Linked DNA regions of Mus musculus: region 2 is linked to region 1. The links are chromatin contacts, called in public HiChIP or PLAC-seq maps. All regions are on one chromosome and are shown on one strand. The core of a region is the stretch at or near the end of the contact, and the rest is flanking DNA. Distances in the headings are between cores, read along the strand shown.

Region 1 (6,547 bases), core at 1,973-4,472:
CCCCTTTCCCTCTAAGCTGTTTTGCCATCACAGCAACAGAAAAACCCAGAACACCCACCAAGCTTTAGCCTCTGTGGTCACTGCAACCTTTGACCTATACACTCACGTCGACCACCGTCCCCTGGAGGGGACAGGACCCTGGAAGCTAGCTTTCCCCAGGCCCAGAACACTCTTCTCTGGCTCCAGTTGCTAGCAAGACACCCTAGAAATGTCATCTTTGCTAGCAGCTGCTGCTGCCAGTGCTCTTTTTCTCAGCCACTCTGACTTTCAATGACGACCCTGGCCGCCTCCTAAGAAGACACATCAAGGACTGCTGTCACAATGACGCCATTGGTCTTCTCATTGTTTGCTCAGACACCAGCAGTCCCCTCCCTGGTCCTGTTGCTGGCTGATAAAGGGATGATTCTCCTGCTAAAGGAGGAGAGCAGCAAGCCCCAGGCTTCCTCCAAGAAGCAGCTCTGGAACTGGCAAAGAAGCACAGTGAATAAGCATAAAGAGGGGCATCTGGGGGGGGGTGTCTCTTTTTCCAGGAAGCCCTCTTTGACTGCTAGAGATGGTGGCCTCACAAAGGCTGTTCTTACCAGAATACAGCCCCTCCTTGGCATTGGATCCTGCAGGTTCTCTTCATTTGTATGTGATTTTTTAGTTAGGTGATTTGATGGCTCATCCCTCTACCTCCAAGATGCTTCTCAGAGCCCCTGACTTAGGCTGGCCACTGCAAACCTAGATTTAGCTTCTGCCTCCCAGACACAAGCCAGCACAACATGTGTGTAGGTGGCGTTCAGGGGGTGGGGGGCAGGAGGGTTCATTAATCCTGGCTGCAGGAGTCAGGGGTGGCTTTCTACAGGAGCGTGTGTCCTAGTCACAACCCGAAGGACACGTGGGAGACACCAACCAGAAGTAGCATGTGCCTTGGTGGGAAACATAGTAACTCTGTCTGCAGAGGCGACACCAGGTACACCAGGGTGAGCAGAGATCCTGGGAAAGTAGTGAGAGGGGTAGTTCGAGGAGTAATCAAGGAAGTTGGGAGGCACCAAAGGGTAACTGATTTCTATATCCAAAGATCATGCTGGCTGCAGCTTAGGAACTGAAGCGGTGGGGTGGGGTGGGGGCAGGTAGAGACCAAAGGCCAGATTGTGACAGTTAATGTTGCTAGGGACACACACACACACACACACACACACACACACACACACACACACACAGAGAGAGAGACAGAGAGAGAGAGAGAGAGAGACAGAGACAGACAGAGACAGAGAGGCAGAGACAGACAGACAGACAGACAGAGACAGACAGACAGACAGACAGAGAGACAGACAGACAGACACACACACACACACACACACACACACACACACATATACACACATGAACTCTAGATCTTGCTTGTCACCTGCCTGCAATTCTGCATCATGCCTCCATGCCACTGAGCCCTGCACTTCTGGGGATCCCAGCTGACTGCAGCACCCAGACCTACTCCTTATGACCCAGCTCCTCTAAGGCTGCCATGAGCTTCTTTGGTCTGAGATCCTGGGCATTTCCAGATCAGAGTGAGCTAACTGGCTTTGGCGCTATGATTGCTAGAGATCACAATGGGATATGTGTAGGGTAAAGGGCAAGGGAGGTGGCAGGTGGCTGAGGTTCTGGCTTCCTGGCCACTCTTCTCCATGGTCAGTGGTGATCTCTATTCCTGGTGGATGCTTCCTGTCCAGGAGATGCCACACCCTTCGGCCTACTGGGGAAACCACTTTATCCTTGTAAGCCGAGGAATTGTCCTGGGGTGGATGGATTGACATCTGGCAATAATCAGAGAGACAGTATGGAAATCACACCACATCTTTACCTTGGTGATGGACCATTCTGAAAGGAAGCTAGTGGGATGAGGGAGGCTGTGAGATCAGAACCTCTCACATCCTCAGCTGATTGTCTAAGCCAGGGTGGGTATCTGACCAGAGTCCAGGGAGGAAAACAGGATCTAACTGTTGTATTAAGACTGAAGTTTACTCCAGGGAACCATCTATGGGTGATGGGAGGGCTGCTAAGCCAAATGGGGGTAACATAGTAACCAAGAGGTTGACAATTTAGAAAACCTGAATCTCTTCAAGGTGCTGGGGTCTGGGAGGAAGCAGGGTGAGTCTACAGCCCACCAAGAGATGATGTCATGAGCCAGACATAGCCATCAGGAGTGCCAGTATAGACATAAAAGATGGGGGAAAACCCAGCATCTGTTTTCCTCCGCTTCCCATATCTGGCCAGGGCCTCCTGTTACTAAACCCAGCTTGCAGCCAGGTAACTTCAGAGCCCGAGGAACTGAGAAGAGAGTTCCTTGCAATTCAGGCTGACTGTAGCAAAGCTGAGGAAAATGGATCCAAGAAAGAATAGCCTAGGTGGGTACAGGGGAGCAAGATGACATGCCCGGCTCTGGCTCACGCTGCCTTCCTTACTGCCTGGTACCCAGGCCTCATCCGACATCGCTGGACAACGACATCTGGCTCCTAATCAGCTCCTGGTGTCTTAGAGATAAATGTCAGGATGCTCCCAGCCCAGTTCCATCCATCAAGCTCCCAGTGGCACCTCGCACGGCCAGAGACCTTGCCCACCAGAAGCTCAATCTCCCAGACAAAGAACAGAGCCAGAAAAAATAGAACACATCAAGGGCAGTCATAGTGGGGCTAAGTCAGCCTAGGAGTCTTGAGGCTCCTGCCAAAGCCTAGCGGTGAGGCTTTGGGCCAGGAGGGAGGGGTGGGGAAGGGGGCTCGCCTGCTATTTGTGTGTAGAGAGTGCAGTAGGGACTGGAAAAGAAGCCTAGATCTTTTCTAGGGCATTTTCCTGCCCATTTTCCTCTTTGGTCCATGCTATACCAAGCAGGCTGCAATGCAGCCCTCCTTCCCTTCCTTCCCCCAACTTAATTGAAAAAGGCTAGGCTGCCAGTTAAGGATAAAGTGGTAGAAAGGGCAGGGGCATGCCTGCTCCTCAATAGGATTACAAACACCAAGGTGACATACCCTTCTACGATGGCCCCGCCCCTAAGGAAGGAGGAGCCTTAGCAGGCTGATCCCACCCACTTCACCAGGCTGCCTTCCGAACCTAGATTCCAAGAGGCAGTGAGACCCAGGCATCCTGGGCACCTTACTCCAGGCTTCCCCTCAGCATGAAGATTCCGTTAAACTGAGAAGAGGCAGGGAAGAGAGTGGAGGGGGCGGGAGCTGCATTAAGAGAGCTGTGATTGGATGCCAGGCTGATAGATGGGTGAGGAGACCAACCAAAACTGTTGGACATCTGGAATGACAGGCAAGCTCCAGTCAGAAGCAGATGTCGCTGTAGTCCCCCTGCTAGCCTCTCCCCCCGGCCAGCTTTATCCCCCCCCCCCTTTCTGGGGGCACAGTTCTAAATCTCTTTGACATAAAATATCGTTGGAGATCCGAAGCACAGAGAGATTAAAAAACAATAAAGAGAAAGCAAAACTCTTGACTATAATTACCAGCCTCTAGCCAGCAGCAGCAAAAACGCACTAAAATTTTAATAGGAACCACTGCATTTAATTTAACGACACATTTTTTCAATTACCAGAATAATTGTTTTATTCATAAAATGAGTTTCAATAAAGAGGGTAATTTTCCTTTGTTTTTATTATTCATTTGTGCAACATATTTGAGATAGAATTCCCGCATGTTAAGGCAGCTTGGTGAGGACTGGTGACATCTGTGTCATAAGCAGCGGCAGGGTTGGGGTGATGGAGGTGGACATCCTCAAGCTTTGGGGAATGGGGGCTGGCGGGAGTCACAGCTGGAGGGTGTGTCTGCACCTGGCCACTGAGAGTCGTGGAGTGAACCCAGACTCACTTTGTCTCTCCTGGTGATCCTCTGACTCCCTTTGCTGTGTTCATGGATGTGACACAGGAGCCTAGCAATGCAGGGTCATCTGCACCGCCGGAGCAATCCAGGAGCTCCCAACCTCTCAGACTGGCATCCTATGGATCTGAGCCAAAACCAGAGCTAAGCATCATTTGGGAGGAGGGAAGAAAGCCGGGCAGAGACACCGTGCAATAGATCCAGCCTGTTGCTGGAGGAATAAGGGTTCATGGCACATAGGTCCCTTGGTCCTCAGTCTTTAGCCTCTCTATATTAAGTCAGATCATTACAAGGAGCCACATGCACTGGGTGTCCATTGCCTGCTACCTGGACTCACTTCTTAGCATCCACACCGCCATGCCCATGTTTACATTTCTTATCTCCTTCTTTCTATGTACTGGGCATCCAAACTAGAGCTTTGCACACACTAGGCAAGTGCCCTGCCATTCATTGGGCCACACCTATGTCAGTGACAGGAAGAAACAGACACACGTCTTAAGTGGTCTGTGCCAGATCACAATAGTAGGCTGTGGGGGGAGCAAGATTTGAACTTGGCCCAGCTGATTGCAGAGCCTGCAGCTGATGTTAACGTGGTGCCAGCCGCCGTGGCGTGGTGGTGTGGGCTGTGTCTCTGGCAGAGCTTCTTTGGAACTGACCCCCCCCCCCTGCCCCCGGCATGTCTAGCTCTGGTTTCATTTACTCTGCACTTTAATTCTTTGCCTGGCAAGCCTCTCCGTTTCGAGTGCTTCATCCCAGTCTCCTGGCTGGCACTCAGAGATAGGGACAGTCACTGGCAGAGGAGCTGTTGAGGAGGAGCACTATCTGGGCTGAGTCTGTGCTACACTGCGTCCCTATCCTTTGGGTCCAGGGAAGGTGTCACAGCTTCACAGTGCTTCTCTGAATGGATAGACTGCAGGATGGGGGAGAAGCGAGCTCATGGCTCTCTCCTCTAGGCACGGAAGCAGTGTTGAACTTGAGACACCCAATCTCCAGGACTGGTGTGTGCTCTTTCTAGATCTCATCAGAGATCTAGAGCTAGAGGAGAGGAACTGGTCACAGCAGCCAGTGCTCGGAGTTTGCGGCGCCACCCACAGGGAGGCTGATACTGGCTCACCATTTCCAATGTCAAGGCCTTATCCCTGAATATCATCTATTTAATACCAGGGTTTCCTATAGTGACTTTGGAACTCATTGGGTCTTCAATTTAGAAGCAAAATTGGAGTTTATTAAGAAAAGTTTAGGGACTGGAGAGATGGCTCAGTGATTAAGAGCACACACTGCTCTTGTAGAGAACCTGAATTCGATTCTCAGCACCATGGGTGGGCCAGCCTGAGCTAGGCACTCAAGAGGAACAGGCTGTGAATATGTCACAGTTTGTCCTTGACCCCTTCCTGTACCAGGGATGCTAAAAGAGACCAGTGAGAGAAAGGTGCTTGCTTGCCTAAGGTCCCAGCCAGGCATCTGCCTTGGGCCTCAGAGGCAATTCTCCCAGCCATTGGTCAAGCATGGCTGGGCTGCCTCTTTGTCTCAGTCTCAGAGCTCAGCTGGGGAAGATGCAGAAGGGCCTAGGTAGGGAGACAACTGTGGGTCTGAGGAGCTCCGAGATCCTGTAGGCAGATGTCGATGAATTCACAAGTCTGTCTCCCAAAGCTGCCTGAGCCACTTAATATTCTGCAGACAGGATGGCTTGCCTTTTATAAAATGCAAACACGACTTGAAACGATGCGGAGTCTAAACACCTGGGGAGGGTTCAGGCCTCCGAGCTTCGCACCAAAGGAAAAGGGCCTCGGGATTGAGACGGAGGGATGAGAAAGCAGAGGCATCCGTCCTCCCACTGTTCAGAGGCAGTGCACAGTCCCTGCTGCAGAGAGGTGGAGATGTGGCTACACAGAGGGGGTCAGTGGGTTCCTGGACTAGAGGGATGTGCTCAGGGCTTTAGAAGGGGATCTGGGCTAGGAAGACGGTTGGCAAGGCAATGCCACCCTGTGGGAGTCACGGCTCGAAAATGACATGGGGTGGGTAGTACCCTCCTGACAAGGAGGACAGAAGCACAGTCGCCCTGGAGGTGATCGCCAAGAGATGCAGCAGGGGACTCTTCCCAAACAGATCTGAAGAGCTTAAAAGCCCCAGCCGCAGATGCCCCGAGCCATATTGGGAGCCCGTGAGCCTGGTCTGGGTTTGAAAGGAAGGACCAGATGAAGCAAGCAGCTCCCTTTAGCTGTGTGGGGGAAGAAGCAGAAGAGTCCTGGGGAGGTGAGGCGTGGTCGCAGCCTGTCCTGAAGAGCCAGGTCTGCCCCCTTTGTACAATGGGGCAATGATTATCATGACAAGTCCTTCTTAGTCATAGTCTTAGATGCTTGATGAGCATCATGAGAGTTAAACCACACAAGCCATCTGGTCCTAGCCTACGTCTGGGTAGAGGCTGAGAGAGAAGAGCCAAACTTGCCCTCAGTGAGATCTTCCTCTCAAGCCTGGGGAGTCCCGGCAGCAGCGAGTGAATGCAGAGCTTGGGGCAGGGGTGGGGAAGGGGCTATGAAGCCAGCTATGAGTCTAAATTCTCCAGAATGTCCTAGCTGTGTGACCCAGGTGAGCCACTCCATTTCTCTGCGCTTTAGTCTCCTTGCCTCTAAAATGGGAAGCGTGATTACGGTCCACAGAACAGGCATGTTTAAGCGGGTGAAGCTCATGGGATAGCA
Region 2 (6,547 bases), core at 2,144-4,643, 650 kb after region 1:
AGACTAGAGGTAGTTCAAGGCCATCCTAGGCTACAGGGTGGATTGATTCCAGGGCAGCCTTGACAACAAGGACGCTCTCTGTCTCACAAATAAATAATAAATCCCTCAGTGGAATTGACCTATGACCATCTCGCTCCCCTTCACATTTGATAAATTAGGAAAACCTGGAGTGTGTTGTAGTCACTCGGGGGACCTAGAAACTGTCAAGGAGCCAGACCTCCTGGGCCATGGGGAAAGCACACAAGAGCAGGCTGGGTTTGGTTTTTTTTTTTTTTTTTTTTTTTGGTTTTTGGGTTTTTGTTGTTGTTGTTGTTGTTGTTTTTGTTTTTTGGGTTTTTTGGTTTTTGCCTAAGACTATGACAGGGTCAGGAAGACAGGGTCCCCTGGCTGGGTCTTCACTCTCCTTGTCTAATTTAATTGTCTGAAGTTTGAAAAAGCGCAGACACCAGCCAGTCTTTTCTCCTGCCTCCTGAACCCTTCACTCTCTGAGACATCGTCTCTTCTCTATTATGGTTTTCAGGACAGGGCCACACTGGCAATCGATCTGCCACCTCCCGCTGACTTGACTGTGTAGAAGAGGGAGCAGAAGACAAAGTTATGTGTATCGGGCCCGGAGTGCCTGCTGTAGACAGAGAACCGGGAGCCCAGCTGCTTGCTCCACTGGCCCCGCCGCGGCCCACCCTGGATCCCCTTTAATAGCAAATGTCCCGCAGCCCCTCTAGCGGCCGGCCGCAGGTCAGGGGTTCATGCGACTTTGATGTTCTGACTCTTGCCTACCACCTGGGGAAGCCCCACCCCCCACCTCCGTTCACAGAGCTGACAGAGTCCAGCTTGCTTTTCCTGGAAACTCTTTGAAGCCCCCTTCAAAGCCAGTAGCGTGGTGAGCGCTACCTTGTGGCAGCGCGGCCGGGACGCCCTGAGGCTTGTCTCCAATTACCCAGTTCCGCAGAGGGGCAGCCCTGTCCCTCATCCTCTATAGCCTGGGTGGTTGCGCAGCAGGGCTGGGGTCCAGACTTGAGCAGAGCTGCAAAGCCACTATTGTACACGGCACAGTGTGGGCTCAGTGTGGGCCCTTCTTCGGCAGCTGGCAGCTGAGCGCCCCTAGACAACCCCAGAGCTGTTACCCAGCTTCAAGCCAGACAGAGGTGGAATGGCAAGGAACTTTCTCCAAATAACTGGAGCTTCAGTAGGAAAGGGTGTGGTGCTGGAGCTGTTATCCAGAACATTCTCCAGGCTTGAGGCTAAGAGTGCCTGGGCTCTCTGCACCTCCCTGGTATTTATTTAGCAACAGGTAACTGAGCCACCTGCTGCCCTAGGCCAGGGAGAAAAGAGGGAAGGCAGGTTTTGGTTTGGTTGACTTGGGGGTTGACTATATATATATATATATATATATATATATATATATATACATATACATATACATATACACACACACACACACACACACACACACACACACACATACATGAGTGTTTTGCCTTCATCTGTACATCATGTGCAGGCCTGTGTCCTTGAAGGCCAAAAAAGGACCTTTGATCCTCTGGAACTACTGGAGTTACAGACAATTCTCTTAACCACTAAGCCATTTCTGCAGGTCCTAGGCACGGTTTACACACACACACACACACACACACACACACACACACACACACACTACACACATACACACACCACGCACGAGCACACACACACACACCTAGCAGTCTTTCTGCACTTGGGTTTCAGGCTTGAGCCTCTCCCTGAGTTGTCTTGATTCAGAGTCCGTTTCCACCTCCTGGCCCACCCTCTTTCCCTGCCTCAATCTGCCAGATTCTTAAGAACAAACAAATCTCCTTCCCCATTAGCAAGACCATCAAGACAGCTGGGGGCAGCGGAGCCCCAAGCTCCTCCTGCTGCCTGCACACCCTGCTGCCTGCATACCCTGCCGATTCTACTTCCATGCCAAATACCTCAGCCCGGGCCTCAAAGGCTGGGAGGCTTCTGGGTCAGCTGAGGAGACCCCAGCAGGAGCAAGGGGCCCCAGAAGTGGGCCATGCCCACCTGCCCCGATGAGAACCGGAGCCCAGTCTCCACCCCGTGGCCTGTGACTTCAGATCATGAGGCAGAATCTCATCAACAAGAAATTTGAAGCCATTAAAATACAATAAAAGAGAAATTAAATGTAATCACTCCGTAAATTATAACTAATTGAAACATCAATTGTAATTTTTATGATCTGCATTCAAGTGAGTGATACCACCAGTAGAAAAATACAAGTTAAATGACGGAGAGGAGCCATCCTGGTCGGCCCAGTAGGCCCAGCCTCCACTGGGCCCCTGCCAACAGCTTCCTTCTCTTTCCTCCCAGACTCTCTCCAAAGCCCAGTCTCTTCTGGAAGTTTCTAGCAAGGGTTTTTCTCTTCATGCCATGAGAGCACCATCCTTCTCAGCACCTCTGTACGCCTCGCCTCGCCTCTCCCCAACGTTTCTTAGCTATCCAGGAGAGAGCCGCCTTACTTTCTGTTTCTCCACCTCAGATCCTGAGCTGGGCCCCACCCAGCCTCAGGCCTAGGAGCCAAATACTGAACTTAGAAACTGCAGGAGCCAAGGCCTGAAGGACTCCAGTTCTCCCACGGCTCTTTTATTTAGCTACGCAATAGCCAACCAATAGGACCTGAAGACCCAGGTCAGCTGACCATGCCACCTCCTCCAGGCTGGCTCCAGCAGCTCTGGCCTAGGTAGTGGGGCCTCACCAGTGCAAGGAGGTCATTAGCAGAGAGGACCCTGAAGGTTGTACCCAGCAGTGGTCCCATCCTGCTCTGCTGTCTCACCCAACAGTATGTGAGCATCTGCTCTGCCCCGCCTCCCGCCACGATGCCGGCCATGATGAACTATCACAATCCCTCTGAAACCCTGAGCCGTAATAAACCTTTCCTTCTCTTAAGCTGTCCCTGCTGGGTGTTTTGTCACAGCACTGAGAAAAGTAGCTAACCTAGATGTGATAGCAACAAGGTGAGAGATCCATCACTGTCACCTCACGGGAACCGGCTGTACTCAGGCATCTCCTTCCTACGGCGCCTGTTCAGAGGCTGAGAGCTTAAGTCTGGGAGGCAAAGAGCCCTAAGTCTGGAAGCCACACCACAAAGAAGCTGTCTCCAAGAGACTCGCTTTCCCTGGGTGGATACAAGAGGCTACAAATACGTCCAAGATTATGGTAGCTGCGTTCGTAAAGCTCTCAGATGACCGCCAAGCAGAGTGCATGCCCTTTAAGTTCCCAGAGACAACGGTTGTGTACGAAAGTACAGCATCCACCCTAGTGCCAGTCAGAGGCAGACAGCCGCCAGCCGGAGGTTCAGTCCCCTCTGGGTTCCTTTGTATGCAAGGAAACAGCCCTCCCGATCCATCTCCTCTCCTATTGGCAGAGGCCGGTGGAGCACCGCCCTTCCATCCTCCCAGAGGGCGGGCACACCTGTGATGGACAGATACACTGGGGTCTCTGGAACAGAAGGGCAGAGGGTGCACTCCCACAGATGGCTTTGCTTGGAGTTTGAGGTACAGACTTCTAGAGTCATCATTTCTCAGAGGCTCATCTTGAACCAGACTTTACCCCCCTCCCCCTAACAGTCCCTTCCCTAGCCCCCCTTCCCCCCTCACCTCTCCACCCCTCCCTACCCCTCCTCCACCTCCCTGGAGAAAAACTGCAGCTTTCCCAAGTCCCTGTGCAGTGGGATGGCTGGGAGTAGGGAGAGACCCCAGACATCCTCCCACTCACCCACAGCACCAGGTTAAGCTGCCCCTCCCCTTGCCTGGCCCAGCATCCTCACTTGAACGATGACCTGTGTCCATACTTCTTTGCCATACTTCTTTGGCTTCCTCAGGTAGCAGACAGTGGAGTCTTCGCTTCTGATTCATGGCAGATCAATACTTTAATTTCTTTTTTTTTTTTCAGTGCTGAGGATCGAACCCAGGACTTCGTGCATGCTTGGGGAGTCCTTCTCCATTGAACTGTATCCTCGACTGAATTCTTTTGTCGTGATTCAGAGGCTGAGACTGTAGCTGAGTTGCTGGCTGCTTTCTTTGTATGCACAGGACTGAGATTCCATTCCCAGAATTTTATAAGCCACGTGCCAATAATCACCGCATACCAGACTCCCACGAAGGCAGGAGGTTCAAGGTCATCCTTGGCTACATAGTGAGTCTCAGTCCAACCTGCGCTATACGACACTATTTGGAAAAAAAAAAAAAAAGACGACTGGCCAGCAAGCTTGCTTGTCTCAGTCTCCTGCGTGCTAGCATTACAAAGCATGAGCCATTGTGTCTGACCTTATTTCCACTTATTCTAAGTATCTTTAAAGGGTTTTTTGTTTATTTGTTTGTTCGTTCGTTGTTTTGTGTGTGTGTGTGTGTGTGTGTGTGTGTATATATGCTCATAGAACCAGAAGAGGGCATCAGATCCCCTGGAACTGGAGTTACAGATGTTGTGAGCTGCCGTGTGCATGCTGGGAATTGAACTCTGATCCTCTGGAAGAGCAGCCAGTGTTGTTAAATGTGGAGCCATCTCTAGTCTTCCCACCCTTTAACTAAGACAAGGTCTTCTGTAGCCCAGCTATGTGGTGTCAGGTCATGGGAGGGAACTCTCCATTTAATATTTTTCAGAAATAAACTTCCCAAAACAATGCTATGGAAACTTTCATAAGAATAAATTGCTAGCCAGGCGTGGTAGCGCATGCCTTTAATCCCAGCACTTGGGAGGCAGAGGCAGGCAGATTTCTGAGTTCCAGGCCAGCCTGGTCTACAGAGTGAGTTCCAGGACAGCCAGGGCTACATAGAGAAACCCTGTCTTAAAAAAACAAAAAACAAAACAAAAAAAAAAAAAAAAGGAATAAATTGCTAAAGAAAGATGAACTCTAAGCCAGACCTGGTAGCTTACACCTGCAATCCCAGCACGTAGGAGGCTGAGACAGGAAAATTGCTAGTTCAAAAGTGAGTGTGAGGTCCATCGTGAGCCGCTGTCTCAAGAACACAGGAAGTACAGCCTGCGTTGCATCCTTATTCAATGAACAGACACAAGATTGCTTTGTGAAGTTATGCGAACTGCTGAATACACCCCCTCTGCTTAGTCAGCAGATGATGAGCAGTGCTCAGACTGGCACCAGCTCTGGGACACACTCTGAGAAGCCTGTGTGTGTCCCTGTCTCTGTCACCTCTAGAATAGAACACAGCCATATTCTAATAGAGCGTGATCCACAAGCCCCTCTGTCTCAGTCCCAGGCTTTATAGCCTCACCATCCCCAGCCACAGAGGGTCCATGCTGCCCCCTAGTGTCCTCAGGGTCTCTCCTTGACCTGTTGATGTCTTATTTGATGTCTCTGCCCAAGCCCCCTCCTCCAGGAAGCCTCTGACATTCTGTGTCAGGACCTGGGGCCCAGGAGTCTTCCAGTCAGGTGACCAGTGTCTCACTCGTCCTACTTCTCTCTTCACTGCTGTGGTGGCCTTTAGTCAGGGGCTTTTCTGGGGCATAGAAATGCCCAGGTCACTGGATCACTATATAGCCTAGGATTCAGTCTGGGGCAGCTTCCAAGTGTGAGAGGAACTCGTGAACTCTCGGGCTGGGCACCAGGCATAAACCATAGCTCTGCTTGACCAACAGGATATACATTCACTGCCAAGAACCCTCAGCCTCAGCAGCAGGTCTATGGAAAGAGGAAGGGAAGGGATCAGAAAGTAAGCAGGGGGCTGGGGAGGCAGCTCAGTGTGAGGGCTCACCTGTCATCATGCATGAAGGCCTGGGTTTGAAACCCCACCACCACCACATTAAGCTGTTCATAATCCCAGGACTAAAGAAATTGAGACAGATGAGAGAGAGAGAGAGAGAGAGAGAGAGAGAGAGAGAGAGAGAGAGAGAGAGAGCTTACCTACAGGCCAATGGGTCCCCTCACCAAGGCCTATGTGTCTTCTGTAGTCCCTTAATCAAGCCACCCTCCTTAAATACCATCACCTTCTCTAGTGTGAACAGAGCTACCCCTCCTGAGCATCCTCACTAATCCACATACACACACACACACACACACACACACACACACACACACACACACACACTCATCAGAGGACTCCTTTCTGTCTCATCTATACAGTGGCTTTGGTTTGATATTGCCCCCTAGATTCAGACAGTCAGGTTTTCAGAGCCCCTCAAAGCACTCTGTGAGAAAAGGAAATCCCTGTGGTCCCTTACTTCTGACAGGAGCATGAGTAGGCCAGGCTCTCTAGTGTCTAGCAGGCTGTCTACTGGAGCACCCTGACATCCAGCCTAGTCAACAGTACATATGTGATGGGGTGGGGTAGGTGGAATGAAAGAGTGGATGAATAGGAAGAATCACTGATGGGTGTGGAGATGTAAATTGGGGGGGGGGGCGGTGAGTAGACAGACAAGATAGATAGATGTCTGGATGGCGAATGGGTGGGTGGGTAAGTGGATTGATAGATGAATGGAAAGATGGGGGGGTAGATAGGTGTGTAGATTGCCATGGACAGGCAGATAAAAGATGGACAGGTGGAGCTATATGGAGACT

The links. HiChIP or PLAC-seq counts read pairs in DNA pulled down with a chosen protein or histone mark.
Region 2: a contact with region 1 is called in an H3K4me3 HiChIP or PLAC-seq map of embryonic basal ganglia, with 6 times the contacts expected there. The contact joins two enhancer-like sites. A contact is called at or near these places in 1 of 484 Hi-C or Micro-C datasets (cerebral cortex), 4 of 115 datasets of contacts at active chromatin or transcription factors (embryonic basal ganglia, embryonic forebrain, embryonic hindbrain and 1 more) and 1 of 9 other capture datasets (embryonic stem cells).

The regions. Positions count from the first base shown.
Region 1 is chr11:113,987,534-113,994,080 of GRCm38.p6, forward strand. The region is part of intron 1 of Sdk2 (sidekick cell adhesion molecule 2); the gene reads right to left. Among named protein-coding and RNA genes, the nearest start is that of Gm51929, 51 kb to the right of the region's middle. Within about 2 kb of position 3,223, at least 88 of the 459 cell types and tissues checked have an H3K27ac peak or open chromatin away from gene starts, as enhancers often do. A contact at or near this core is called in embryonic basal ganglia, where this site is marked.
Region 2 is chr11:114,639,023-114,645,569 of GRCm38.p6, forward strand. No RefSeq gene overlaps it. Among named protein-coding and RNA genes, the nearest start is that of Gm31781, 16 kb to the left of the region's middle. Within about 2 kb of position 3,394, at least 32 of the 459 cell types and tissues checked have an H3K27ac peak or open chromatin away from gene starts, as enhancers often do. A contact at or near this core is called in embryonic basal ganglia, where this site is marked.